Regions from separate parts of the Sus scrofa genome. Here regions 2 and 3 are each linked to region 1. A link is a contact called in public Hi-C and targeted proximity ligation data. All regions are on one chromosome and are shown on one strand. The core of a region is the stretch at or near the end of the contact, and the rest is flanking DNA. Distances in the headings are between cores, read along the strand shown. Region 1 holds the start of MICAL3 (F-actin-methionine sulfoxide oxidase MICAL3). Region 2 overlaps MICAL3 (F-actin-methionine sulfoxide oxidase MICAL3). Region 3 overlaps MICAL3 (F-actin-methionine sulfoxide oxidase MICAL3).

Region 1 (3,697 bases), core at 604-3,103:
AGCCAGAGCTGCAACCTGCACCACAGCTGTGACCTGCACCACAGCTGCAGCAATGCCAGATCCTTAACTCACGGCCCCGGGGCTGGCGATGGAACCCCAATCTCTGCAGCAGGAACTCCACCACCACTTATTTTATACCAGAGGGAGGGAAGGCTGTTTCATAGCTTGAGTCATGAGCCCTGAGACATTAAGACACTTGGTCACTGTCCCTCAGGTGGAATAAATTAGGACTGCTGTGTCTTAGCTTGAGATGGTCTGGCTTCATTAGATGGTCTGGCTCCATTATGTCAGCACTGTTACTCGGGAATCAGCTGGTGGGCATAAGAGTGCTAAGGGGTAGTGGTGACAGAGAGACCACTGCGTAGGCCCAGGTAGTCAGAGATTGGGCGAAACACAGAAATAGAAAAATCCTATTTTCATATTTTTTTTTTTTTTTTTTTTTTTTTGCAAACTCCCACTTCTTTAAATATCTTGACCTCATTCTAGGGATCACAGCACTGCACGTACTGGCAGGCTTGCTTCTTTTAAGGCTGTGCTGCCATCTCCTGGAAAATCCTGGGCAGAGCAAGAACCTTCTCTAGGATTAAGGAAGGGGCCTTTTTCTGGCAGCAAAAGCTTGGAAGTGGTGCTCCTGGAGGCAGAGGCCTGGTCCTGCCAGTCTCAACTGGCCCAGGCCTGGTCAGGTCTGTATTCTGACGCTACTACTGCTTTTCTGATTTTTCAGGGGAGACTTATAAGCCAATTCTGAGAAACAGTTTTTTGTTTGTTTACAGTCCAGTAATTATGCTATTACTAATGATCTTCATTATTGGCTGTCAAATCTGAGGCAGAACAGATAAAACATTTTGATAAATTCAGCCTTGAACTAATTCACTTTCCAGAGTGGAGTTTGCTCTGTGGGAAGAATATTGCCTGGAGAGAAAGGGGGACTTAGGGTGGACATCAAGTATGTGTTGGTCCCAAGGGCAGTGATTTCACCAATGGAGGCTAGTTCTGAGCATGAAAAGCACATTTTCTCTCTGCTCTACTTCAACCCTGGATTTACTGCTAGAAAACAAAGTTAAACGTAGTCACTGTTGTCACATCCAAGTTCTCTTTAAGCATTTATCACCATCTGACATACCACTGTATTTATTTTTAATTTTGCTCCCCTCTTTCACTATGATGGAAGCTCCACAAAGGAGGACATTTTTGTCTCCTTCGTTCATGTGGGATCCTCAGTGTTTAGAACAAGGCTGGCACTTAGTAGGTGTTAAATATCCACGGAAAAAGTGAAGTCCTGGCTTTATCACCTTATGCCATTATGGGGTCCACACTTCTCATCCCCAGAGTCTGATGGATTTTGTGCTTCTGCCTCAGCTTTCCAGGAGGACTTTTTGCAGAGGGTGGAAGGCCCTGGCTGGTGACCATGGAAGGGGATGCTGAGGCAGGCAGGTGCTGACCCTGTGCCTGGCCTGTCCGATTTAATCACAAGGGCAACGTTTTGGAGAGAGTGCAAATGGTAGGGAACTGGGAGGAACTGAAGCTCAGGGCTTAGCACAAACCTAGGAGGCTCTTCAAAGCCTGAGTGAAGCACAGAATATAATAATAAATGTAACTTCTGTATCTGTGTAAAATTACTTAATAATTACTATTAAAGCCAGGACGTATTGAATACTTACTCTGACTCAGTCCTTTACTGTAAACTGCATTACACACTGTACGGCTTTTTCACGGAATATCTATCTGGCATAAGACACGGAGGCTCAGTGTGGATCCCTGGACACAAGCGGACACAGCCCATCCGGCAGAGCGCGGTGGCCAAGCTCCTGCCCTTGGCTGGCTGTGTTTTTGCCACCTGCCAGTTGTGGGACCGGCAGCAAAACAAAAGAAGGAAGGACTGACGGGTGCTGGGCGGGGCCCGGGAGGAGGCGGTTCACAGACGCCCTCTCCTGCTCGCCGCCGGAGCCGTGTCCCTACAGAATCCAGGAGCTAGAGAAGCCGGAGGCCAGAGCCTCGGCCCGCAACAAGTACCCACCTCACCTCCCACAGCCCGCGGCTTGGGTCGGCTGGCTTCCTCCGACTGTGACGGCTTCTGGGGCGCCGTATGCCGGGGCTTGTAGTCCGAAGCCCCCCATCTGCGCCCCGGAGCGGGGCCGCTCCAGGAGCAAGACTACAACTCCCAGAGTGTCCCGCGCCGCCGGGCGCCGCTCTGCGCGCGCAGCGAAGCTGTCGGCGCCCACGTTCCCGCGCCGCTGGCGGCGGCTCAGCCCCTGGAGAGGGTCGGGGCAGACTCCTTCCCGGGCTCGGGGGTTCCAGTCCTTGTCGTGAGGCTGCGTCTCCAGGGACGCAGTGCTCTGCATATCCGAGGGTGCCAGGCTGTCCCTCGCTGGAGCCGCAGACAAGCCCAGCCGCGCCAATCTTTCCTTTACGGGCTGCGGCCTCGGGCGGTTCGTGGGCCAGGCTGTGAGGACCCTCTCTTCTCCCAGGCCGCACCGGACACCCTGCAGCCCCCAGAGGGCGGTCGCCCGGCGCCCGCCTATGAGGAGTGACCCCGCGACCTCTGCAGCCCCCCTGAGGGGGCTTGGGGGCCCCCTGCGGAGCAGCGAGCCGGTGCGCTCCTCCCCGGCCCCATCGGCAGCCGCACTTCTGCTGGAGGAGGCGGCCGACTTGCTGGTGGTGCACCTGGACTTTGCCGCGGCGCTCCGCACCTGCGAACGCGCGTGGCAGGGCCTGGCGGAGGAGCCCGCGGGCGCGTACGTGCTGGGCTCGGCTCCCTTCGGGTGACGGTGGGAGGGGCACCAGTCCCCAGGACTCTTGCCCTCCGATTGTTGGCGGAAGTCTTACTCCTTGCTTTCCTCAGGGGTGCCTGACCTTGTGCCCATTTTCTGAGGAGAAAGGGGAGGCACTGCCCGTTGAGGAGGAAGCAGTTGAGTCGTGTCACAGGGCTTAGTGGGAACCCACAGCCAATTCTTTCTCCCTGTTCCAGGGCAGAATGACATGAAGGGAAGACAGGATTGTATTGTTCAGTTGCTCCAGTAAGCAGGTGGTGGGAGGCTTGTCGAAGGTACACCCTCCACTGAGTTGTCCCCTTCTCACTTTGGCTGATGAGTGGGGATGGGGTTCAGGGCAGGAGTAGTGTTCCAGTTCTATTGAAGGGTCGGATCAAAGAATTAGAAACCTTGGTCTTGCGCTGCTTTTTCTAATGCTGCCGTCCTCTCTGGTAGTTGAAGGCATAATTTCTCTGTGGATTGTAAGGTTGGCTTAGGCCACACTAGGGAGGGGGTGGGTAGAGTAGTCAAAGCTGACCCCAGGGAGTAATGAATTGGGGAGCCCTGGCTGTGTGTTCAGGGGGTTGGTGAATAAATGCTGAAGGCTTTGATTTGGGTGCTTGGAGGTGCCTCTGTAGGTGGTGCTAGGAGGCCAGTAGTGGAGTTCCTGTGCCTGTACTGAGGCTATAACCTTTCAAATTCTTAGCTCCACCTCTCTTCCCACCCAAATATCTATGCTGTTTCTTGTCCTCTTCACCTAAGAAGTAAAGGAACCCTCCTGCTCATTAATCCACATTTCAACTGCATACAGAGCTGTGTGTTGGGCAGCTGCTGATTTGCTTCTAGATTTAGAGAAACTTTTAGCTCCTGGGAAAAGGGCAGTTTTCTCTTGTTTGGGGGCAGAAGACCACTTGTAATTGTGAGGTCCACTAGAACACCGGTGGGAG
Region 2 (3,697 bases), core at 543-3,042, 180 kb before region 1:
CCTCAAGGTCGTAGGCGTAGGCGGACAGACGCAGGGTGGTGGCACAGTACTCGCACTTGAAGCAGCTCCGATGGAAGAACTTGCCCTCGGCGCTCAGCCGCTCCATCACATAGACTCGCTTCTGACAAAAATAGCACGTGTCGCTGCCTCCCAAGTTCTGTGGGAACTCCTTCTTTATTGAGCCCTGGGGTGGAGGTTGGGGAGGAACACATCAGGGTAATGCCTGCCAGGCCTGCCACCCAGGGGTGCGAGGCCCCACTGAGCAATGCTGTGTAGAGACAGGAGCCTCGCACAGCGCAGTGCTGCCGCCCCAGATGCCCACAAAGCACTGGGCACTGACACCAACCCATAGCCAGGAGGAAACCTGAGTCCATTTTACACAATTTCATAACAATCAAACCAAATTATCTTGGCAGATTCTGATTTGAAGGTGTTCCTATGGTTTCCATGGACACAGGCCCCTGGACTCCAGTCCAGAGCACTTTAGAAAGACAGGAAATATGCTTTTCCCACAACACTCTAAGCCACGGTTTCAGTCCTAGAAATCTGTTAACAAAATTCAGACAACCTCAAAAAAAAATTACCACATGGCACACAGTGGTTATGTATGTCATGAAACTACCTAGAACAAAGCAGGTTTGTTTACCAGAGCTGTTTTATCTAGACAGACAGTGCCCTTAAGTGTATCTCTTACCAGTTCCTTCTTGTCTAGAAGGGTTTTAGGCTGTTCTTTCCTTTGAAGCTGATTGGCTATCTGCTCAGCCAATGAGCTCACTCCGCCCGTGTACATCTTTATATACTTCTATCGGATGGAGATTATAAAACAACCAGAAAGAAGGAAAATGAGAAGGAAAAAATAAATAAATTAAGAAGACAGGAAAAAAAAAACTTTGAAAGGTATAAAATGAATATAAGGTGCAGCAGCAAACCATGCCAACACAGTGCCCACAAGCAGAGAAACTAGGTGTCAGGGTCACACACTGGGCTCAGCGTAGGCAGGAGTAATGGCTGCAGCTACAACTAAATTCAGGGAGGACAATTTAGTGTTTCATGTCTTTCTGGACTGGACAGTGCAGGGAATGGGGAAGCAGGAGGACAGGATGGATGCAAACAGAAAATAAGAGGAAGAAGGGCCTACAACCCAGTGACTCAAATTACATACAAAGAACTCAAGCAGACAGGACACCTCCCTCCACACAGTGGGTGCCCAGACTGAGGGCATGATCCAGGGCCTGGGAGAGGCTTGGGAAGGTATTTCCTCATGCAAAAAGAAAGGCCAACTCTGTCTGTCTCCTCATTCTGAGCGCTTGGCTCACAGCCTGTGTGTGTGCATCAGAGGCCCCTGTGCTTTATCAGAAAGAACCCTTCCTTGTCCATCCCTTTTCTCCAGTATGTGCGTGAGCACGTGTGCCCTGAGCCAAAGCCTTCTGCGCTGGCTTGGGCCCAGCAGACATGGCTGCAGGGGCTACACTGCTGCTATGGATGTTGGAATGTATTTCTAGTCCAGGAGGAATTATTTCTGCATAGGTTGAAAAAAGATAAAAGAAAAAAATCCAACCACCTCAACCCTCTTCCTAGCAACGCTGAGGAAGTAACCATAGGAGAAAATAAATTTCAATTGCAAGCCTTCCTGCTGGAGCCCAGCTTTGAGCCTGGCCCCTAGGAAATGAGGCCAAAGCCTTGCCAATGGCCCTTTAGAGACTGCTTCCAGGTCACACGCCCCCTGTGGAGATGGCCCAAACACTAACTGTGTCTTATTCCAAGCCAGAAATGCCAGGAGCAGCTGTGCTGGGTGCCAACAACCCCTGAGGAAGTGGCTGGAGCACATGAGACGATGTGTAAGAGAATCACTGTCTGAGCAGTCCTGGGCTGGGCAGAGAATCACATCCTGGGCTGGGAAGGGACACGCCAGAGAAACGCTCCAGGGGGAAGGAACCCTGCCTAACTATGAGAACCACAGAGGCCCAAATGAGCAAAGAGCTCTCTAAGGTTCGGCTGGAACTGAGGAGTCAATGACATTTTTCAATTTAAAATATGGAGATATACAAAGAACAGTACCCTTTGCTCATTAACTCCCATTAGAAGTTTAAAAAAAAAAAAAAAAAGTGGCTCTTAGACCTAAACTGTCTTTAGATTAGAAACATTACAGAGGCTTAAGCTGGGAACAGAGAGACACCAGGCAGAGCCAGGCAGACAAGGGGGAACAGAAAACGGCACTTACTTCCTTGGAGAGCAGGTGAGTGAGAGCATGGACCTGCCTAGCCAGAGCCTTCTCTCCCACCAGAAACCAGCACTCTCAGCAAGCACGTGCAAAGGCATTTGTCACACTCAGTTCTTAGTGACGTGATAATATTGACAAGCACACCCCCAAGAGATGTGGAAACTCGAGTTCTATTTGTTTCTGGCATGAAAAGCAGATGGCTTCCCTCTACCCTCTCTGAACAAACAGTCAAAATGCAGTGGTCTCTGGTCTTGCACTGCGGCTGCCACCCACACATGAGCTTCCATACATCATCTGCTACCAGCTCAAGAATAGGAAACCAAGCAAAAGAGCAAAAGGACCTTCAAACTTCTGTGAACTACTCCACAGAGGGGTCAGCTCCAGTGCAGGAAACAGCAGAGTTCACTCTTTCAATGACTGCAATGCAAGAGGCACCCAGAATACTGCACAGTCACCACTCCATTAAGAGATTTACTTCAACCATGGTTCATGTTTCATAACACATTAACAGGAAGACACTTGGAGCTTAAAAAGCTAATGGCTGAAAGATGTTTTTATCATAATTTGATACAGTTGGAATATAATGAAAGTGGTTTTCCTTGGAGAGAATTGCTGCAGTGAAAGCTAGCAGCCTCCTTAACTCAGGGGGATGCCTACCAACCTCACATGCCTGACAGACACACACACACAACTGAATTCCTGCAGGAGACAGGCTGACATCTGTGTGGGTGAAGAGAGTGGAGGCTGAAGAGGAAGCAGCTTGGCCAAGGCCCAGGCCATGCTACCTGTCGGAGGGAGTCAGAGGAGGGAGAGGCGGGGCGGCCGGAGGAGCGGAGGCTTAGAGAAAGCTCCCACTGGTCGACAAAAAATCGACGAGAAGGCTCGGGCTCTGGCTATAAAATACAAGATGGAGAAAAAAATCAAAGGGAATGTAAAATTAAAGCTGCACAATGACCTGAACATAAGGAACTGGGCAGTTTCAGACCGTTTATCTAATAACAAATGCAGTAAAGAAACACTCTTGGTTCCAAAAGCACCAATGGTTCATTCCAGGCACCCCCTCTAACCACCCCCCATGCCTCTAGCTCACTTCCCCTCATGCTCACAGCCACACTTGCTCACATGGAAACAGGGCCCCAGGCCACAAGCCCCAAGAAGCCCAGTGCTCCCACACCACCCACCCCAGGTGCATAGCGCTGCCGGCCAGGAGGTGGTAATCCTGTCGAGCCCCTTGCTGGCCTCAGCTGGGATTTCTCTTGGGCAAGATGTTCTGTCCCCTCCTGACTCTGCTGGCATCGCACAGAGAGGGCACTGGAGAGGGTAGGCATGGAACAAAGCTCCTTCCACCTAACAACCTGGAGTGCAGCTTCTCCTCCTCCCTCTGGGGCTCAAGGAAACTGCCAAGAGCCGGCCCCCAGCCCCATGAGGACAGCATGGGGTCTGCATGGAGCAGAAGTGGGCCATGCAGCCGGGAAT
Region 3 (3,697 bases), core at 873-3,372, 160 kb before region 1:
ATTATCACCGCTGCCTCTAAAATAAACCATGTTGTCTTTAATTCTCCACACTCACCTCCAGGAGGCTATCCCCAACCAGAGCCACTAAGAGCTGGTGTCCGTTGTGCTCCCGCACCAGAGCGGCGTTCTCCGAGGCGTACATGCACGTGAAGTCGAACATGGCCACGTCAGGCTGCCCATAGTGGTTGATGGCAAAGTCCAGGGATGGCAGCTGCTGCTGGGTGGAGAAGTCCGCCGCCTCCCTGGCGTAGTTGAGCAGCGCCTCTTGGTCTACATTCTCCCGGGATAGCAGGAGCTCCGTGTCGGCATAGTCCTGTCTCCAGAGAGAGAAGAGCCTCGATAAAAATGCCGAGGCAGGGATGGAGGAACCTACCAGCCATGGCCACAGTGCACATGTCAGATGTGACCTAGCCCCACAAGCCTCCCCTTCCCCTAAAGCTACTTCATACTCCAAAGGTCTTCTATGCAAATTAAAAGGGGTGGGGCTATTTCTAAAAGAACACAGGTTTTTGCCTAGAGAAAGGGTCCCAGCTTTTCTATTTACTTGGAACAAATCACTCCTTCAATCCAGTCCAATCCACCCCACGGAGTCGTCCTGAATACCAAATAAAATGGTTTACATGATGGAGTTTTGTAAACTGAAAAGTATTTCACAGTGTTGCTACCAGCAACCACCATCTTCTGAGCAGCAACTAGACCCACGTGTCCTTGGTAACTCATCAAACCCAAAGGGAGGCGCTGAAGGTCTCAGTGCCAAGGAGGTGGGTGGGGGGGGCAATAGGGTCCAGGGGCTGGGAAGAAATACACTGAAAATGGAACAGAGGTTCTCCAAATAACACAGAAGATTCTGAGGCTCCAGAGTAACCCACCAACAAAGAAAAGCAATGATGAGAGCAAAAGTGCTTTCCACAGAAAGGACCGAGAAAATTCCTTTTCCGTTTTGGAGGTTCCCGGCACAGTGAGCCAAGTCCTTCTCCTCGAGTGGGACCTAAGCTTTCCAAGTGTCCCTGCCAGCACTTTCAGCTGTCACTGCAAGATGTAAAAGCCAAATACAAATACTCAAGTTGGTCCTGCAAACTGCTGTTCAACACTGAGGAGGTGGCCACCATGGGTTTAGGATTTAGTGGCACACACAGAAGGCATGACACCTGCCCACTTAAGAAACAAAAAGGAAAAGTAAACCAGTAATTTGGCACTCTAGATTGTTCCTACATGATGCCAACTGGTTCTAAGATGGTGGATTTAAGTCTTAGCTTAGTCCCAAGACATACCGACAAGTTCACTGGCTATTTCTTACCGACAAAGCATCCAACCAAATATATCTTGCTTGTGCTGTGGGCAGAATGGGCCATACACGCTGCTTTGCCCTGTTCTCCTTATACGCATGAAGGACCATAGGGCTGAGAAATAGACATGAGGTCCAGGAGTAAGGAGACTGGCTATGGGCAAAGCTCCCCAGTCTCCCAGCTCCTTGCCTGCAGACAAGGCAGCAGTGTAACCCAGACAAAGTGACCTGACTCATCATCACCCTGCAAAGACAAAGGACACCCTGAAATTCAGCTGTGAGTCTGTGCTGGGAACAGCACAGGCCGGAATCAGCATATCTGGTGCCTCTTCTATTCACAGATCATAGGGATAGTCATTCTTATATCCAGACCAAGACCAAGTAAGACCAAAGAAATTCTCTTCTGCCTGTGGTTCTCTGATTCCACATTCAGATCATCATCTCAGGGAATGTCATACAATTACTCATCTGGAAAAAAGGCCTTCCTGGACCTGATTAAGGGTGAACAAGAGCCTTCATTGCTAGGCCATGAAGAGGTCTAAATATAGCCTGATGCAGGCGGCATTCCAGGGACCTCTGTAACCATATCTGTAGTAAAACCAGAACTGTTCTCAGGCACCCATAAACACCATTATTGCTTCTTGGTCAAACTCCCTTTCCTCTTATCACCCACCCCAAAAGATGGCCTATTAACCAACTAATAATCAATCACACAGAGAATTCACCATAACCACAAACCAAATCACCTACAATTAAACTGAATATTTCTGCATGAAATGCTATCTGAGATTTGCTTGGGAAAACCCAATGGCGGGAGTAGGGAGTAGTCTGGGGCACTGCTGAGACAGTGCTGGCCACGTGCTGAGGACAGTTAAATCTGGATAACAGGCACATGGAGGTTCATTACACAAGTCTCTCCACTTTTGTTCACACTTGAAAATTTCCACAATAAAAGATTTTTAAAAATTAATCTAAAAAACATCAGAGAAGTGCAAAATGCATGGTCTCAGGAGATAAGTTAGGCACTCCTTTTCATTCTCAGGCAGGATAAACTTATCAGACAACAAAATTCTTTCTCTTGGTAATCACATGACCCAGTACAACAGAAAAAGTGGTTAAAGAGAAATCTACCACTCACATGCAGTATCACCCCTTTGTCCAGTAAACTCTGCTTCTTGGCTGTCATAACAAAATAGTGAGTATCATCTTTGTAGTAGACAATGTTCTCCAAATCAATCCCTGCAGCAGAAAACAAACATGCACATACGGGTTTGCTGAGATGAAGGTAGGGGTGGGAAGCCAGAAAGACTGCATCGCTCACAGAGACCTGGGTTAAGGAACTCCAGGCAGGGAGAGGGAAAATAAAAAAGACGTCTGGGAGGTTCCCGTTGTGGCTCAGTGGTTAACAAATCCGACTAGGAACCATGAGGCTGTGGGTTTGATTCCTGGCCTCGCTCAGTGGGTTAAGGATCCAGCATTGCCGTGAGCTGTGGTGTAGGTCGCAGATGTGGCTTGGATCCCACATTGCTGTGGCTCTGGCAGAGGCTGTGGCTACAGCTCTGATTAGACCCCTAGCCTGGGAACCTCCATATGCTGCTGGTGTGGCCCTAGAAAAGACAAAATAAATAAATAAATCGATTTTAACATTCAATAAATAAATGAATAAACAAATAAACCTCTAGTATGAGGGTCTGAGTCAGTTCTCAGGTTAAGCCTCTTTGATAGTCATCAAGGCAACAGGGAAATCAACCTCCTAGACTCTCAAGAGCAGGACCAACAACTGGACATCTGAAAGTAGAGAGTGTACTACTGGCTTTTTAATTCAACTAATCTAAAAAATAGATGCAGGAGGAAGAAATCACATTCTAGAAAACAGATAACTAGAATTTGCCACACATTTGGTTGCACCAAAATGTCTACATTCACAAGCCATCCTACAAGAATCTCATTTCTGAGAGTTCCCATTGCGGCGCAGTGGAAACAAATCTGACTAGTAGTATCCATGAGGATGCGGGTTTGACCCCTGGCCTTGCTCAGTGGGTTAGGGATCTGGCATTGCTGTGAGCTGTAGTGTAGGCCAGAAGCTGTAGCTCCAATTAAACCCCTAGCCTGGGAACTTCCATATGCTTTGGGTGTGGTCCTAAAAAGCAAAAAAAAAAAAAAAAAAAAAAAAGAATGTCATTTCTTTCTAGCATGTGCTTTCTTTCAAAACCAAACAAACTCAGGAAAAAGACGACACACTCCACACCTAAAGTCAGGTTCTTAATAAGCCCGAGCTCCCAGCCAACAGCGTACTGTCAGGCACCACCAGGCAGAGCCATGCCTGGGGCATGGTTGGAGGAGAGTTGGTGGAGGCAGGAACAGCCAGGCTCTGTGACGAGGACATAGGACACCAGAGCAGGGAACAGAGAT

The links. A called contact is a pair of places that touch in the nucleus more often than the background predicts.
Region 2: a contact with region 1 is called in a targeted proximity ligation map of skeletal muscle. A contact is called at or near these places in 2 of 5 promoter capture datasets (both in liver), 5 of 47 Hi-C or Micro-C datasets (brain, heart right ventricle, liver and 1 more) and 2 of 2 datasets of targeted methods (alveolar macrophages and skeletal muscle).
Region 3: a Hi-C map of embryonic fibroblasts shows a contact between it and region 1, with 2.6 times the contacts expected there. A contact is called at or near these places in 1 of 5 promoter capture datasets (fetal skeletal muscle), 7 of 47 Hi-C or Micro-C datasets (embryonic fibroblasts, epiblast stem cells, heart right ventricle and 2 more) and 2 of 2 datasets of targeted methods (alveolar macrophages and skeletal muscle).

What each region holds. Positions count from the first base shown.
Region 1 is chr5:70,131,116-70,134,812 of Sscrofa11.1, forward strand. It overlaps MICAL3 (F-actin-methionine sulfoxide oxidase MICAL3), which reads right to left and starts at 1,854. Exons shown (of 40, transcript XM_021092508.1): 1 at 1,662-1,854. PEX26 (peroxisome assembly protein 26) reads left to right here and starts at 1,909. Exons shown (of 5, transcript XM_003126596.4): 1 at 1,909-2,735. The coding sequence starts at 2,521.
Region 2 is chr5:69,952,834-69,956,530 of Sscrofa11.1, forward strand. It overlaps MICAL3 (F-actin-methionine sulfoxide oxidase MICAL3), which reads right to left. Exons shown (of 40, transcript XM_021092508.1): 21 at 3,007-3,114; 22 at 695-802; 23 at 1-184. Among named protein-coding and RNA genes, the nearest start is that of BID, 98 kb to the left of the region's middle.
Region 3 is chr5:69,975,644-69,979,340 of Sscrofa11.1, forward strand. MICAL3 (F-actin-methionine sulfoxide oxidase MICAL3) reads right to left here. Exons shown (of 40, transcript XM_021092508.1): 8 at 2,424-2,524; 9 at 56-313. Among named protein-coding and RNA genes, the nearest start is that of BID, 120 kb to the left of the region's middle.